Linked DNA regions of Macaca mulatta: region 2 is linked to region 1. The links are chromatin contacts, called in public Hi-C maps. All regions are on one chromosome and are shown on one strand. Each heading gives the region's core, a stretch centred on a gene start, on an enhancer-like site or on the middle of the called end of the contact. The rest is flanking DNA. Distances are from core to core; before and after follow the strand shown.

The links. Hi-C and Micro-C count contacts between places; a contact is called where the count stands out from the background.
Region 2: a Hi-C map of fetal cortex germinal zone shows a contact between it and region 1, with 3 times the contacts expected there. The contact joins the promoter of LOC114676240 here to the promoter of SH3BP5 in region 1. A contact is called at or near these places in 2 of 14 Hi-C or Micro-C datasets (fetal cortex germinal zone and fetal cortical plate).

What each region holds. Positions count from the first base shown.
Region 1 is chr2:33,149,557-33,156,755 of T2T-MMU8v2.0, forward strand. SH3BP5 (SH3 domain binding protein 5) reads left to right here and starts at 5,493. Exons shown (of 9, transcript XM_015132213.3): 1 at 5,493-5,808. The coding sequence starts at 5,671.
Region 2 is chr2:33,276,932-33,283,617 of T2T-MMU8v2.0, forward strand. LOC114676240 reads left to right here and starts at 4,217. Exons shown (of 4, transcript XM_077994093.1): 1 at 4,217-4,305; 2 at 4,361-4,811; 3 at 4,946-5,016; 4 at 5,110-5,246. The coding sequence starts at 4,217. The coding sequence ends at 4,996. It overlaps CAPN7 (calpain 7), which reads right to left and starts at 4,477. Exons shown (of 19, transcript XM_015132212.3): 1 at 4,117-4,477. The coding sequence starts at 4,218.

The sequences.
Region 1 (7,199 bases), core at 4,243-6,742:
CTGCTGCTTTGGGGCACCTTTTTTTTTTTTTTTTTTTTTTTTTGAGATAGGGTTTCACTCTGTCACCCAGGCGACAGTACCATGGCACTTTCTTAGCTCACTTCTGCCTCGAGCTCCTGATCTCAAGTGATCCTCCTTCCTCACCCTCCTGGGTAGTTAGGACTATAGGCACGCACCACCACACTCCGCTGATTTTTAAACATTTTTTGGTAGAGGTGTGGGGAGGCTCTTACTATGTTGCTCAGGCTGGTCTTGAATTCCTGGCCTCAAGCCATCCTCCTCCCTTTGCCTCTCAAAGTGCTGGGATTACAGGTGTGAGACACTACACCGGGCCTGGGGCCCAGGTTTCATGAGGGCCTGTCTCCCCAAGTAAAAGACTAGGAATTTGTCATCTACATGTTTGGGACCCTCAAACTGGCCCTGGAAATAGTGCATGCATATAGTAGGGGCTGAAAAGTGTACTGAATTAATGTTGCTTTCTGCAGATCTAGATCTAAAAACAAAAAACAAAACAAAAATACAAATGAATTAATGTTGCTGACCACTTTCACTTGCAAACTTCACTTTAAAAACGTTAAATAAAAACTCTTGGCCGGGTGCGATGGCTCACGCCTGTAATCCCAGCACTTTGGGAGACTGAGGCAGGTGGATCAGGAGTTCAAGATCAGCCTAGCCAACATGGTGAAACTTCATCTCTACTAAAAATATAAAAATTAGCTGGGTGTGGTGGCAGGCACCTGTAATCCCAGCTACACAGGAGGCTGAGGCAGGAGAATGGCTTGAACCCAGGAGGCAGAGGTTGCAGTGAGCTGAGATCATGCCACTGCACTCCAGCCTGGGTGACATAGTGAGACTCTGTCCCCCGCAAAAAACAAACAAAACTAAAAAAACCCCAACTCTTTGGCTGAGCATGGTGGCTCACGCCTGTAATCCCAGCACTTTATCTTAGCTACTGAGTACAGGTGCAAAGTAGTAAGACCGTGGGATTGAACCAGGGTTGGGATTATGTCAAGTGCTTACCGTGGTCATGGAGAAGCGTGAGGGAGTTGTGGTTGGCTGCAGCTGTGGTGATTTTAATGATGGACAATGGAATCTAAGCTAGATCAAATGGGAAGTGTGGACATAAGAGGGTGAGGGACTATAAAAGAGTCTAGGGAGCCATGATGAAGCCCTGAATCAAGGGTTAGAAAGATGGAAATGATTTGGAGACTGTACTGTTGGAAAATCCACTCGTCCTTGCTGACTGGGTTCATTGGGACTCTCAAACCACAGGTGGGTCATCAGCACAGCCTTGCAATTATAATATATTCCCATGGTCAACTCAGTCACCAACTCTCCTGGCCAGCTCTTTCACAAAGCCTCTCTCCTCCAACCTCCAATGCCCTTTGCCCTCCATCCCCTCATTCTCAGCTGATGACGTGGCTCATTATTTTGCTGAAAAAACAGAAGCAATCAGAAAAGGCTGATCATCAGGCTAATGGATCTCCTTTGTCTCTTCTGACCCTAGCTCCTCAATGTCCACCGAGTCAATTTCTCATACACTAGCCAGAGTTATTATATGAGCACTCACTCAGAACAAAATCCAAATTCCTTACCATGACCTAAAGCATCTCCATGGTCTACCCACATGCCTGCCTCTGATTTCATCTCCCTCCCTGTCTCCCTGGCTGTGTCCGTCCTATCCACATGGATCTCCTTGCTTTTTTTGCCAACACCCAAGACATATTCCCACCTCAGGACCTTTGCACATGCTGCTTCAGTCTCTGGAGTGTTCTTTCCCCAAAAGTATATGTGGTATGCTTTCTCATTTCTTTCTCTTTTTTTTCTGAGACGGAGTTTCACTCTTATCACCCACGCTGGAGTGCAATGGTGCGATCTCAGCTCATTACAACCTCTGCCTCCTGGGTTCAGGTGATTCTCCTGCCTCAACCTCCAGAGTAGCAGGGATTACAGGCATGAGCCACCACACCTGACCAGTATGCATTATTTTAAATTTATCTTTAAATTCCACAAAACAATAATAAACATATCCTTTTTGTGAAAAATAAAAGCATTACTGAGAAACGAAGTTTCCTTTGATCCCCTGCCTCCATCCAAGCCAATCCTAGGCCACTCCCTGCTCCCTTTTTCCCAGAGGTAGCCACTCTTTACTGGGTATAAATCCTTCCAGGCCTTTTGCTATGCATTTATGTGCACTACATATGTGCCAATAGGGAATATATCCAGTTGTCCCTTGATTTCCCTGGGGATTAGTTTCTGGACCCCTGTAATGCTAAAATCTGAAATGCTTACATCCCCTGTAGAAAATGGCAGTCTTTACATGTAACCTACATACAACCTCCTGTATACTTTATTTATTTTTTCATTAAAAACATGGTTTTTTTGTTTGTTTGTTTTTTGTTTTATGAGATAGGGTCTCCCTCTGTCACCTGGGCTGGAGTGCAGTGGCATGATCAGGGGTCACTGCAGCTTTGACTTCCCGGGCTCAAGTGATCTACCTCAGCCTCCAGAGTAGCTGGAACTACAGGCATGTGCTACCATGCCTTGCTAATTTAAAACAATTTTTATTAGAGATGAGGTGTTTTTTTTTTTCTTTTCTTTTTTTTTTTTTTGAGAGAAAGTCTCACTCTGTCATCCAGGCTGGAGTGCAGTGGCACCATCTCAGTTCACTGCAACCTCTGCCTCTCAGGTTCAAGTGATTCTTCTGCCTCAGCCTCCCGAGTAGCTGGGATTACAGGCGTGCACCACCATACCCGGCTAAGTTTTGTATTTTTAGTAAGACGGGGTTTCACCGTGTTGCCCTGGCTGGTCTCAAACTCCTGCCTCGGCCTCCCAAAGTGCTAGGATTACAGATGTGAGCCACTACACCTGGCCTAGAGACGAGGTCTTGCTTTGTTGCCCAGGCTGGTCTCAAACGCCTGGCCTCAAGTGATCCTCCCTCCTGCCTTGGCCTCCCAAAGGACTGAGATTACAGGCATGAGCCACCACATCTGGCCCCTCCTGTATACTTTATTATTTATATATTTATTTATTTTGAGACAGGTCTTGCTGTCACCTAAGCTGGAGGGCAGTGGTGCAATCTCAGCTCACCGCAACCTCCGCCTCCTGGGCTTAAGCAATCTTCCCATCTCAGCCTCCCAAATAGCTGCAACTACAGGCATGAGCTACCACACTTGGCTGATTTTTTGTAGAGATGGTGTTTTACCATGTTGTCCAGGCTGGTCTTGAACTCCTGAGCTCAAGCAGCCCACCTGCCTCGGCTTCCCAAAGTGTTGAGATTACAGGCATGAACCACCATGAGCAGCCCCTCCTGTATACTTTAAATCATCTCCACATTTCTTACCTGCAATACCTAATACAATACAAATATGTACATAGTTCTCATATACTGTATTTTTTTTTTCTTTTCTAGAGAGAGAGCCAGTCTTGCTTTGTTGCCCAGGCTGGTCTGGAACTCCTGGCCTCAAGTGATCCTCCTGCCTCAGCCTCCCAAAATGCTAGGATTACAGGTGTAAGCCACCACTCCTGGCCATGTATTTTTAAATATGTATTTTTTTAATTGTTGTGTTTTTTTCCCCCAAATATTTTCTATCTGTGGTTAGTCGAATTTACACATGTAGAACCTGAGAGGCTGTGGAGGGTTGACTGTATATAGTACTGCCTGTGTTTTATTTGTTTTTCTTATTTTAGCTTTAGAAACACTATTGGGATTAACACTATAGCTGGTCCAGATCTCCAAAAAATAAGACAACAGAAGTCTGAACTGATGTTCTTGAGCAGTTGGCCTATGTCTCACAGATACATTTTGCTCTTGACCTAAGCTGAAGCAGGAATGTAATTTGGAGTTTGTCATTTGCGATGGAGAGGATGGGGTTCTGCTAGCTAAGAAGCATTTATCATAGTCAGGGCTGACCCCAGAGGCCTCTGTTTATTTCAAACTCTGTCTCTCAGTTTATTCAGAGCTAGGATGTACCTGCAAAGTTGGAGGCTCAATTCCAAGCCACCAGGGAAGATTGGTGGCTCCTGTGTTCCAAAGTGACCCCTATGGCTATCTTGTCCCTGGCTTCGTCTATCATTGGAAAACCAAAAGCAACTATGTCTTTAGCAAGGAACTTTGAAACACCTCTCACAGAATTGCTGACTCATCCTTGATTTAAAGAGCAATGAGCAGGTCTGACCTTTTTAGAAACAAACCATGGCACTACCTCCAGAAAATAGGACAATTTTCCTTTGACAGTGGACTATAGTGCCAGCGTGTATGGGGTGGTGCCTTTCCCTAGGAGTAACCCTCTAGCCTACTTTTTGATAAAACCACCAGAAGCAGGACTATTTATTTATTTGAGAAGGTGTCTGGCTGTATTGCCCAGGCTGGTCTTGAACTCCTGTCCTCAAGTGATCCTTGTATCCTGGCATCTCAAAGAGCTGGGATTACAGATATGAGCTACCATGTCGTGCCAGACACAGGTTTTGTAAGGTGGTTTTGATGATAGGTTCTCAGAAAGAAGCTCCATTCTCAAGCAAATTTGTCCACCAAACTCAGAGCAGATGGGCTACAGGCCTCCGTGTAGAACATGTGCACGTTCTGCATTTCTCAAAGGAAGGAGATGTGAGCAGCTATGTGCTCACCTGCTTTGCCAAGGTCATCCTTTGGGTTCCCCTGACATCACAGTGGCCCTGACATTTCATAAAAGCACACACATGCCTCTTCAGTTTGGTCTTTTCGGATGCTGTGTCTGCCAGGCCAACTCTGTCTCCCTACTTGTTGATGGTGGGCAGGAAGTCTCACTAATTCATAAATTCTTGGCCAGAGTGTGCCCATCAACAGGGGTTACACTTGCCACCTCCTTAAAAAGGCTGTGTCTGCCCACAGGCATCCCAGCTCAATGCATTCTCCATGCTTCCTGGCTATTCAGGTAGGACCGCCGCACCTCTGTGTTTGGTACGGGGCTCGCCCAGAGAGGCCGCAGCCTTCGGCGATGCATCCGTGCACGGAGCTGCAGCTGGCTCTCCTCTCTACACTCCTGTGTCTATATAAGCGCACATTTTAGTTTGCTTTTCTGGGGAAATCTTTGAGTAGGTGCCATTCCCAAGGTTCGCTCAAGGGGAGGAATGTGCCTTTGGGTACAGGGTTTCGGCAAGTCTTGGTCCTGAGGTCCAGGGTCACTAAGCCCAGGCTTCGGAAGGCGACTTCAGCGTGAAAACACCCCACGCCTCCTACCACACACAACGCGCTTCGGAGGAGGGCGGGAGAAGGGGACTCCCGAAAGCGGGAGGCTTGCGTTACGCAGTTGAGATATATCCGGGCTGCTAAGTTACAAGGGGGTGGGGGCTCTCCTAATTTGCCACCTTGGAGATGTGGAGGGAGCTGGGGTTTTGTGACGGAGACCTGGGTAGCTGGGACTGGCCGAGGAGCGCGCGGCCGGGGCGGGACGGGGGCGGAGCGGGCGCTGCGCTGACTGCCGCGGCAGAAAGGGGGCGGCCGCGCCCATTTCCTCTGCTCCGCCGCGGCCAGAGGGATCCGCATCGGCGAGCTGTGCCTCCCGGGTGTCGGCCCCGGCGGCTCCCTGATCGTGCCCGGCTGTGGCGAGGCGGCTCCAGCCCAGCCTGTGGCGGCCGCTACCTCCAGGGCGCTCCGGAGCCCACTGCGCGGCGCGCGTGGCGACTGCCCGCATGGACGCGGCACTGAAGCGGAGCCGCTCGGAGGAGCCAGCCGAGCTCCTGCCGCCTGCACGGGACGAGGAGGAGGAGGAGGAAAAGGGGATGGAGCAGGGGCTGGAGGAGGAAGAAGAGGTGGATCCCCGAATCCAGGTAGGGCGCGCGGGGTCACCCCGCATCCGGGCTTCGCGAGGGCTGCTGCGGAGGTCGGCGTCTACGCGTACATCCACTTCGCAGCCCCCAGTGACTGTGGTCTGGGGACTGGCGGCCACATACGGTGGCAGGAGACGATCTGTATGCTCTGTTTCATCGTCTCCACAATGAGGAGGCTACAGTGCCCGCGTGGATGCGGCCTGACTCTATTGCGGGGAGCCCCCCGCAGACCCCTAGCAGGATCGGGGTCGCCGCAGAGTGCCTGGTGGTTCGGGCGGATGTGCAACAAAGGGAAAAAGGGGGCGGGGGCGCCATGGTATCCTCGGGGGTACCCCCCGCCCGGCCACCACGGCACCGCGGGCAAGGCATGGCCTCCAGGCTCTGCGAGGAGGGGTCGCCCGCGTGGGCGCCGGGCACCGTAGGCGGGTGGGCGTTGCCCGCCCCTGCAGCGCGGGCTGGCACTGGTGCCCCGGGTGCAGAGTCCTCACCTGCCAAGGTGCCCGGCCTGAGCCGTTTTCCTTCTCTGATTCATTGTTAGAGAACTGAGCGTCTTACTGTCACCACCGGCTCAACGTTCCGCCTGGCCTGAAATTGCTTAAAACCCTGCTTTTCCTTGTTGTGAGGCTGGGCATGAACAGAAATCAGGGACAACTGATGCGCAAAGCTGACGCGTGGAGGCGGCGAGGGGATTGGGCTGGCTGACTGTGCCTCCATTTCCAAGAGAGATGATTAAAAAACAATTTCCAAGCCGAGATCTAGGAGTGACAGTTTAACCTCTTCACCCCGAAGCAAAAAGCAGAGCAGATCCCTTTCTAAGACCCGTTTTATTCTACCTTTTCAGTAAATCATTTTTAAAAAATTGCTTTTAAGCATGCTCTGTAATTTCTGGATCCCTAATTGGTTTTTTAGTGCACAGATCAATTTAAAAGCTCACTTAACTCAGTGGTTAGGGTTTAAATGAATTGTTTTGTCAGGTTAGCAAGATAAAGATCAGGTGGAAAAAAAAAACCTTGCATTAGGAATGCTATTAATTAAAATAATTGGTTTGGAATAAATCGTGTGTTATTGGTATGGGATTATGTTAGCAAGATCCTTTGTTTGCATAGTAAAGATGAGTTAAGTTCATGTTGGATGCTTTTTACAAAATGTCAGTTTGTAAATGTTTATTGAAATGAATGGGATTAAAGCTAGTTTAAAACATCCAGCTAAGTAGGTTGAATAATTGGCAGTGTGAAAAGATTTTCACCCTTTACAGAAAAATAATTCTGGTGAGTTAATACCAGAATTCTGCCCTTGATGATTTCACTGGGTTTATATTTTTGGCCTGGCCTTGCTTATTGTCTTTTATTGTTTTCTAAGCAAAGTTCTTGCTCAAGGCAGATGGTGCTGTT
Region 2 (6,686 bases), core at 2,967-5,466, 130 kb after region 1:
CTGCAGTGAGCTGTGATTGAGTCACTGCACTCCAGCCTGGGCGACAGAATAAGACACTGTCAAAAAAAAAAAAAAAAAAAAAAAAAAGGAAGGAAGGAAGGAAGGAAGGAAAGACGGAAGGAAGAAAAAAGTACAGTTTTAACCACAATGAAAATTCAGCCTAAAGGCAGTGGGGTAGAAAAGATATGACTTCCTCAGATTCCGTAACTCAGATATTTCGGAGGAGGAAAGTATAACTTTACATGTAAATATTAAATATATCTTAAATGCCATCATTATCTAAATACATTATAGCTATACTTAAATCCAATAAATGGAATGTTTTTGATGCATGTAAATTATATAAGTAGATAATACACACATATTGCCCCTTCAGTTATCTTGTATGTGATTATTAATTTCCAAATAATTATTTTGCTTTAAAAAAAAAAAAAAAGCCTTTTTTTACTTAGGAGTCTGAGGCAGGAGAACTGCTTGAGGCCAGGAGTTTAAGACTAACTGGGCAACATAGTGAAATCCCCATCTCTGGAAAAAAAAAAAAAGAGCCTGGTATGGTGGTGCACACCTGTGGTCCCAGCTCCTCAGGAGGCTAAGCATGGAGGATTGCTTTAGCCCAGGAATGGGCTAAAGTAAGCTATGATCTCACCACTGCCCGCCAGCGTGGGTGACATAATGAGACCCTGTCTCTAAAAAAAAAAAAAAATAAAGCCAATTTAAAAAACTGCTGGTGCCAATTTTATTTTACTCATTTCATTTACATTCAAAAGTGACAAGAAAGAAATAGCTTATAGAGAGGACTGGGCAGAAAACACTAAATACTAAACTGATGAAGCTTATATAAATAATTTCTAGAAGTACAAACACTTTTTTTGGCTTTCTCAAGGATGAAAACTTCTTCCTAAGTGACATATATGTAAGCCTACAGGAAAACAAGGGGCAGTGCACAGTAGTTTCTTTTGCTTTAATAAGATCTGTTTTTATATAGCACTATTTTAACCTGTTATTTGTCAAAGCTATTTCACAAAACACACACAATTTTTCTCTTAAACAATGCCTTGTGAAATTGTCAAAAAAGTCTAAAAGAAAGGATTCTGAAATGCACCAAAACTCTTTAAATATAAAGCAGATAATAATAGAATGAGACCTACTGTTAGATTGGAGAGTGACCAGAGTTTATAATATTTGATTGTACATTTCAAAATAGCTAAATTCAAATGTTCCTGGCATAAATATTAAAGTGATAATATTCAGTAATAATTGCTGCACCGTTCAGCTGCGAAGTAGTTAAGGTGATGGCTATCCCAAGTATGCTGATTTATCTTAAAAATTATATTAATGTATTAAATTACATGTACCCTGAAACTATGTACGTTACATATCAATAAAAAAAGAAAAAAATAGGCCAGGGGCGGTGGCTCACGCCTATAATCCCAGCACTTTGGGAGGCTGAGGCTGGCGGATCACCTGAGGTCAGGAGTTCGAGATCAGCCTGACCAACATGGAGAAACTCGGTCTCTACTAAAAACACAAAATTAGGTGGTGCATGCCTTTAATCTCAGTTACTCAGGACGCTGAGGCAGGAGAATCGCTTGAACCCGGTAGTTGGAGGTTGCAGTGAGTTGAGATGGCGCTACTGCACTCCTGCCTGAGCAACAAGAGCAAAAACTCTGTCTCAGAAAAAAGGAAAAAATAGATTATAAAATAAAAGCAACAAAATATTAATCTGAAACAAACCATACTTTATTGACAGCACATACACTTATGAAAAAAATTACTAGTACTGTACAGTATTATCAAAGTCTGATACGCTTTCTAAAAGAAGAGGTGACAATATCATGAGGACACAGCTCCCTCCAAATCTAGCTAGAGCTGGAGGGGTATATTTGCAAATCCTCAGAATTGGAGAGAAGAGAGTGGACTGTAGAAGCTCATACCCTTTGATTTAGCAATTCTGCCCCCGGTAATTTATCCAAAAGAAAATTCAGGCAAAAATTTGCACTAGTCATAAGAATTAATTATAAGGATATGAACTACATCGTTACTTATGATGTTGAAAAAACAAATGAACTGAATGCCCAAGAGTCTGTAAATTAATTATAGTAAACTGGACAGGCACGGAGGCTCACGCCTGTAATCCCAGCATTTTGGGAAACTAAGGCGGGAAGAACGCTTTACCCAGGAGTTCGAAACCAGCCTGGGCAACACAGAGAGACTCCATTTCTACAAAAAAAAAAAAAAAATTAGCCAGGTGTGGTTGTGTCCACCTGTAGTCCCACTAACTGGGAGACTGAGGCAGGAGGATTATTTTGAGTTTTGCAGTTTGAGGCTGCAATGAGCTATTATTACTGGGCCACTGCCCTCCAGCCTGGGTGACAGGGCAAGACCCTGTCTCTTAAAAAAAACAAAATATGGTACACCCACATAATGAACTACTGTGTAGTTATTACTAAAAACAGTATAAACCAGTTTGTAAAAAAAAAAAAAGTATATACACATACGCAAAAAAAAAAAACCAAAAAAAAACCACACACAAAAATATACAGTCACACACCAAATAACATTTCAGTCAACAACAGACTTAATATATGATAGTGGTCCCATAAGATTATAACGGAGTTGAAAAATTCCTACTGCCTGGTCATGTCATAGCGGTCAAAACGTCATAGCACAACACTTTACTCAGATGTTTGTGGTGATGCTGGTATAAACAAACCTACTAGGGTGCCAGTGGTGTAAAAGTCTACCACATACAACTACGTAGAGTAGAGTACATAATACTTGATAATCAACAACTATGTTACTGGTTTATGTATTTACTATGCTATACTATGTATTGTTAGTGTACTCCTATTATAAAAAAAGTTAACTATAAAACAGTCTCTGGCATGTCCTTCAGGAGATATTTCAGGAGACACTGTTATCATAGGATATGGCAGTTTCATTCCTGTTATTGTCCCTGAAGATCTCACAGTGGGACAAGATTGGAGATGGAAGACAGTAATACTGATGATCCTGACCCGGTGTATGCCTAGGCTAATGTGTACCTTAGTTTTTAACTAAAGAGTTATAAAAAAAAAAAAAAAAAGAAACAAAAAACTTACCAAATAAAGATATATAAAAAAAGTTTCTATTGCTGTACAATAAGTTCGTTTTAAGCTATTACAAAAAAGTTAAAAAGAAAATTCAAAAGTTTATAAAGTAAAATGATTACAGTAAGCTAAGGTTAATTTTTTATTGAAGAAAGAAAATTTTAAAAAATTTAGCGTAGGCTAAGGGTACACTGCTTACAAAGGCTACAGTAGAGTAGAGCAGTGAATGTCCTAGGCCTTCATATTCACTCACCACTACTCACCAACTCAGAGCAACTTCCAGTCTTGCAAGCTCCTTTCGTGGGGAAGTGCCCCACAACTGGTGTAGTATTTTTTATCTTTTATGCTGCATGTTTACTGTACCTTTTCTACGTTTAGATGCACAAATACCATTGCATGTAACTGCACACACCATTGAGTACAGTAACATGCTGCGCAGGCCTGTAACCTAGGAGCAACAGGCTATGCCATACAGCCTGGGTGTGGAGTAGGCTGTACCATTCAGGATAGTGTAAGCGCATTCTATGGTGTTAGCACTGAACAAAACGGCCTAAGAACACATTTCTCAGAAAATATCAGATCACTAAGGACGCAAGACTGTATATCAAATGATATGATAAATGGTTTTTCTTTTTAAATTTAACAAGCATGCATTATTTTGATATATATCACAGGCCATTTCCCGCTAGCTGTAAATCAAAGCCACGTGACAGCAAGAATTGGCTACTAATTACCCACATCTAACACCTGCCCCCCAAAGCGGCTCAACCGTGGGCATCTGCCAGTCAGGACTACAGCTGGAGAAGCGGTGGCTGCAAGCCGCGACCCAGTCCCCCTACTCCGCAGCCTCAGCGTGGGCCTCTGCAGTCTGGCTCGCCGCTCCCAACAAGAGGAGGGCCGGGAAGCGAATGAGGGATAAGGAAAGCCGGGACCGCTCCCTCGGCACCTGGACCCCGCCCCTCGGCCGTAGGCCCAAGCCGGACTCCGGACTGAGCAACTCCGACCAAAGCGGCGGGCCGGGCCCTACCTTGTAGTAAAACACCGCCTCGGAGTAGCGGCCTTCGTGGTCGCGCTGCACCGCTAGACGGGCGAACTGCACGGCGTCCCGCTCCAGCGCCGTGGCGTCCATGGCGCAGAGGCCCCGCGCCGGGGCCGGGGCCGGGAACGAGGCCCTGACGCAGGACAGCTCTTCGCGGACCGCGGCGGCCCGGCGGCGGCGAGGACTCGGGAGCGCCGCGGAAGGAGCGACAAAGTTTACTTTGGGCGGTGAGGGGAGGAGAGCTCGCCTTCCCGTTGCCGGGCTGGGGCCCACCGCGACGCCGCGCCCCTCAGTGCAGACCCGGCTCGCAGCCCACAGGGCAGCCCCACTTCGCGGCCCTAGCGGCCCTCGCCCCGCCCACCAGCCGCCCCACGCAGGCGCAGCCTGGCCCTCGCGAGCTCCTTAGAAGCTGGGGCGGCCGAGGCCAGGCTCGCGGGACTGCGCGGGCTGTGGGCGGGGCCGGGCCCACGCAAGAGCGGGGCCGCGGGGGCGGGGCAAAAAGGCCTGTGGCTGTGCACGTGACCGTCGCGGCGCCCGGGATTGGGCGGCTGAGGGCAGGTGCCACGTCCGAGCTGCCCACACACCGCCGTCTGTGTGGCGGTGGCGGTGCAGGGAGAGGGTGTTGCCGTCGACAGTGGGCAGGAAAGGGGTACCAGCCTCACAGATCCTTTCCTCTGTTAAGTGTAAGCGATGGGCGTAAAGAGCTAAGGAAGAGTGCCTCCCACCAGCATCTGACACATTAAAAAAATTACTGTGAGGACAGAGGTTCTTTCGAGTCACTCTTCGCTAACATTTATTTTCATTTATTTCCCACAAGCTCAATCATGACCCTATAGCCCCCCGACACTGTACACCAAGGTCATATTGATTGCATTGTTAACAAACAAGGTAATGTATTTTCAGTTGTACTTAGGTTAACTTTATGATGTTGTAATTACTTAATTAGGTGATTATTTGATTTATGTCTTCTCTCCCCTAAAGGTCTGAATTCAGCAGTAATAAAAATGAATTAGTGATGGGCACCACCAAATTCATGCTGAGTCAAAGAAGAATTGAGTACACAATGTATAATTCCATCTATAAGAAACACTAGAAAACACTACGATGTTAGAAAGCAGATCAGTGGTTGGGAAGGGAATTAAAGGAATCGTTTCGAAGGATGAGAATGTTTTATATCTCAATGGTGGTGTCAAAATGTATACGTTTGTCAAAACTCATCAAACTACATTTTAAGTGTGTACTTTTAATTTTTTGTTAATTATACTATTTTTTTCAGTCATTTGGCCTGCATTTAAAATGGGACTCTAATTTCTTAGTTTCTTTAAGTCTGTTTCTTCACATTTAGTGAATTTCTTAATAACAACGATCTCATCAGGCTGTTACAAAGACACACAGAATTTGATTTTGTGCCTAGAATAAAGATGGTTCTCAAAGTTAGCAACTACAGTTTTATAGCTGAAGCAGGGATGGTTCCTGTCTTTACCACTTTGATCCCAGCGTTGAGTGCAAGCCTTGTTCCAGAGCAGGTGTTCAACAAATATTTTAAAATGTTGAATAAGTCAACTCCGCTACTTAAATATATCTAATGTGAGAAAGTCCTTCAGTACATGAGTTCAGACCATATGTGTTTCAATCACTGTTTTGCACAAACTGACCCCCAAGCTATAGCAGATAAATACAGTTTTACTCATCACAGGACTTCTGTTCCTGCTCCCATGACAGCTTATAGAATTCCTAATGTATCTTGAAGGAAGCCTTTTATTGCACTCTCAGGTACTTGAGATCTCTTCCTATATTTATTAATATATTCTGTATGAGGAATTGAATCCTTATTCCTTGTTCATGTATTCAGTGAACACCAGACTACTTTGTACCTGGCACAGAGCTAGACATTGACAATACAAAGACAAATAGAAGACAGTAAGACAAGGCAGGGGTAAAGCAAATTGAAACTTCAAAGTATTAATTAATATTTGCAGTCTCAACAAAATTGAGTCTTCCAATCCATGAGCACAGTCAATTTCTCCATTTCTTCAGAACTTCTTTAATTTCTCTCAGCAGTTTTGTAGTTTTCACATGCACAAGCCTTGCATGTCTTTGGACAGATTTATTTCTAAGCAGTTGATATTTTTGATGCTGTTGTAAATGGTATTGCTTATTTAATTTCCAACTGTTGCTAGTATATGCAAATAGCATTGACATTTATATATTGACCTTGTATTCTGTGATCATGAATTATCCAAAAAACTCTGAGAACTTGGTGGTGGAGACTCACTACAGGTGCCTTTGTGGAATGCCTGCCAGAATGTGCAGTACCACCTTCGCCTTAGGCCAGCTCTGTGACAGTGGAATTTATCCAGTGTTAAGCACTCAGAGCTGCATAGTCAACATGTCATCATCCTGCAGCTTGGGAGCCCTCCCCCACCGAGAGCTGAGACAGACATAGAGAGGGATGAGACCTGGAGACAGACATTGAGAGGGCACTGGTCTGTACACACCCCTGCTCAGGAAGCTCCTTGTTGGTTTTTTTTTTTTTCCATTCGGTTAAATGGCTCTTG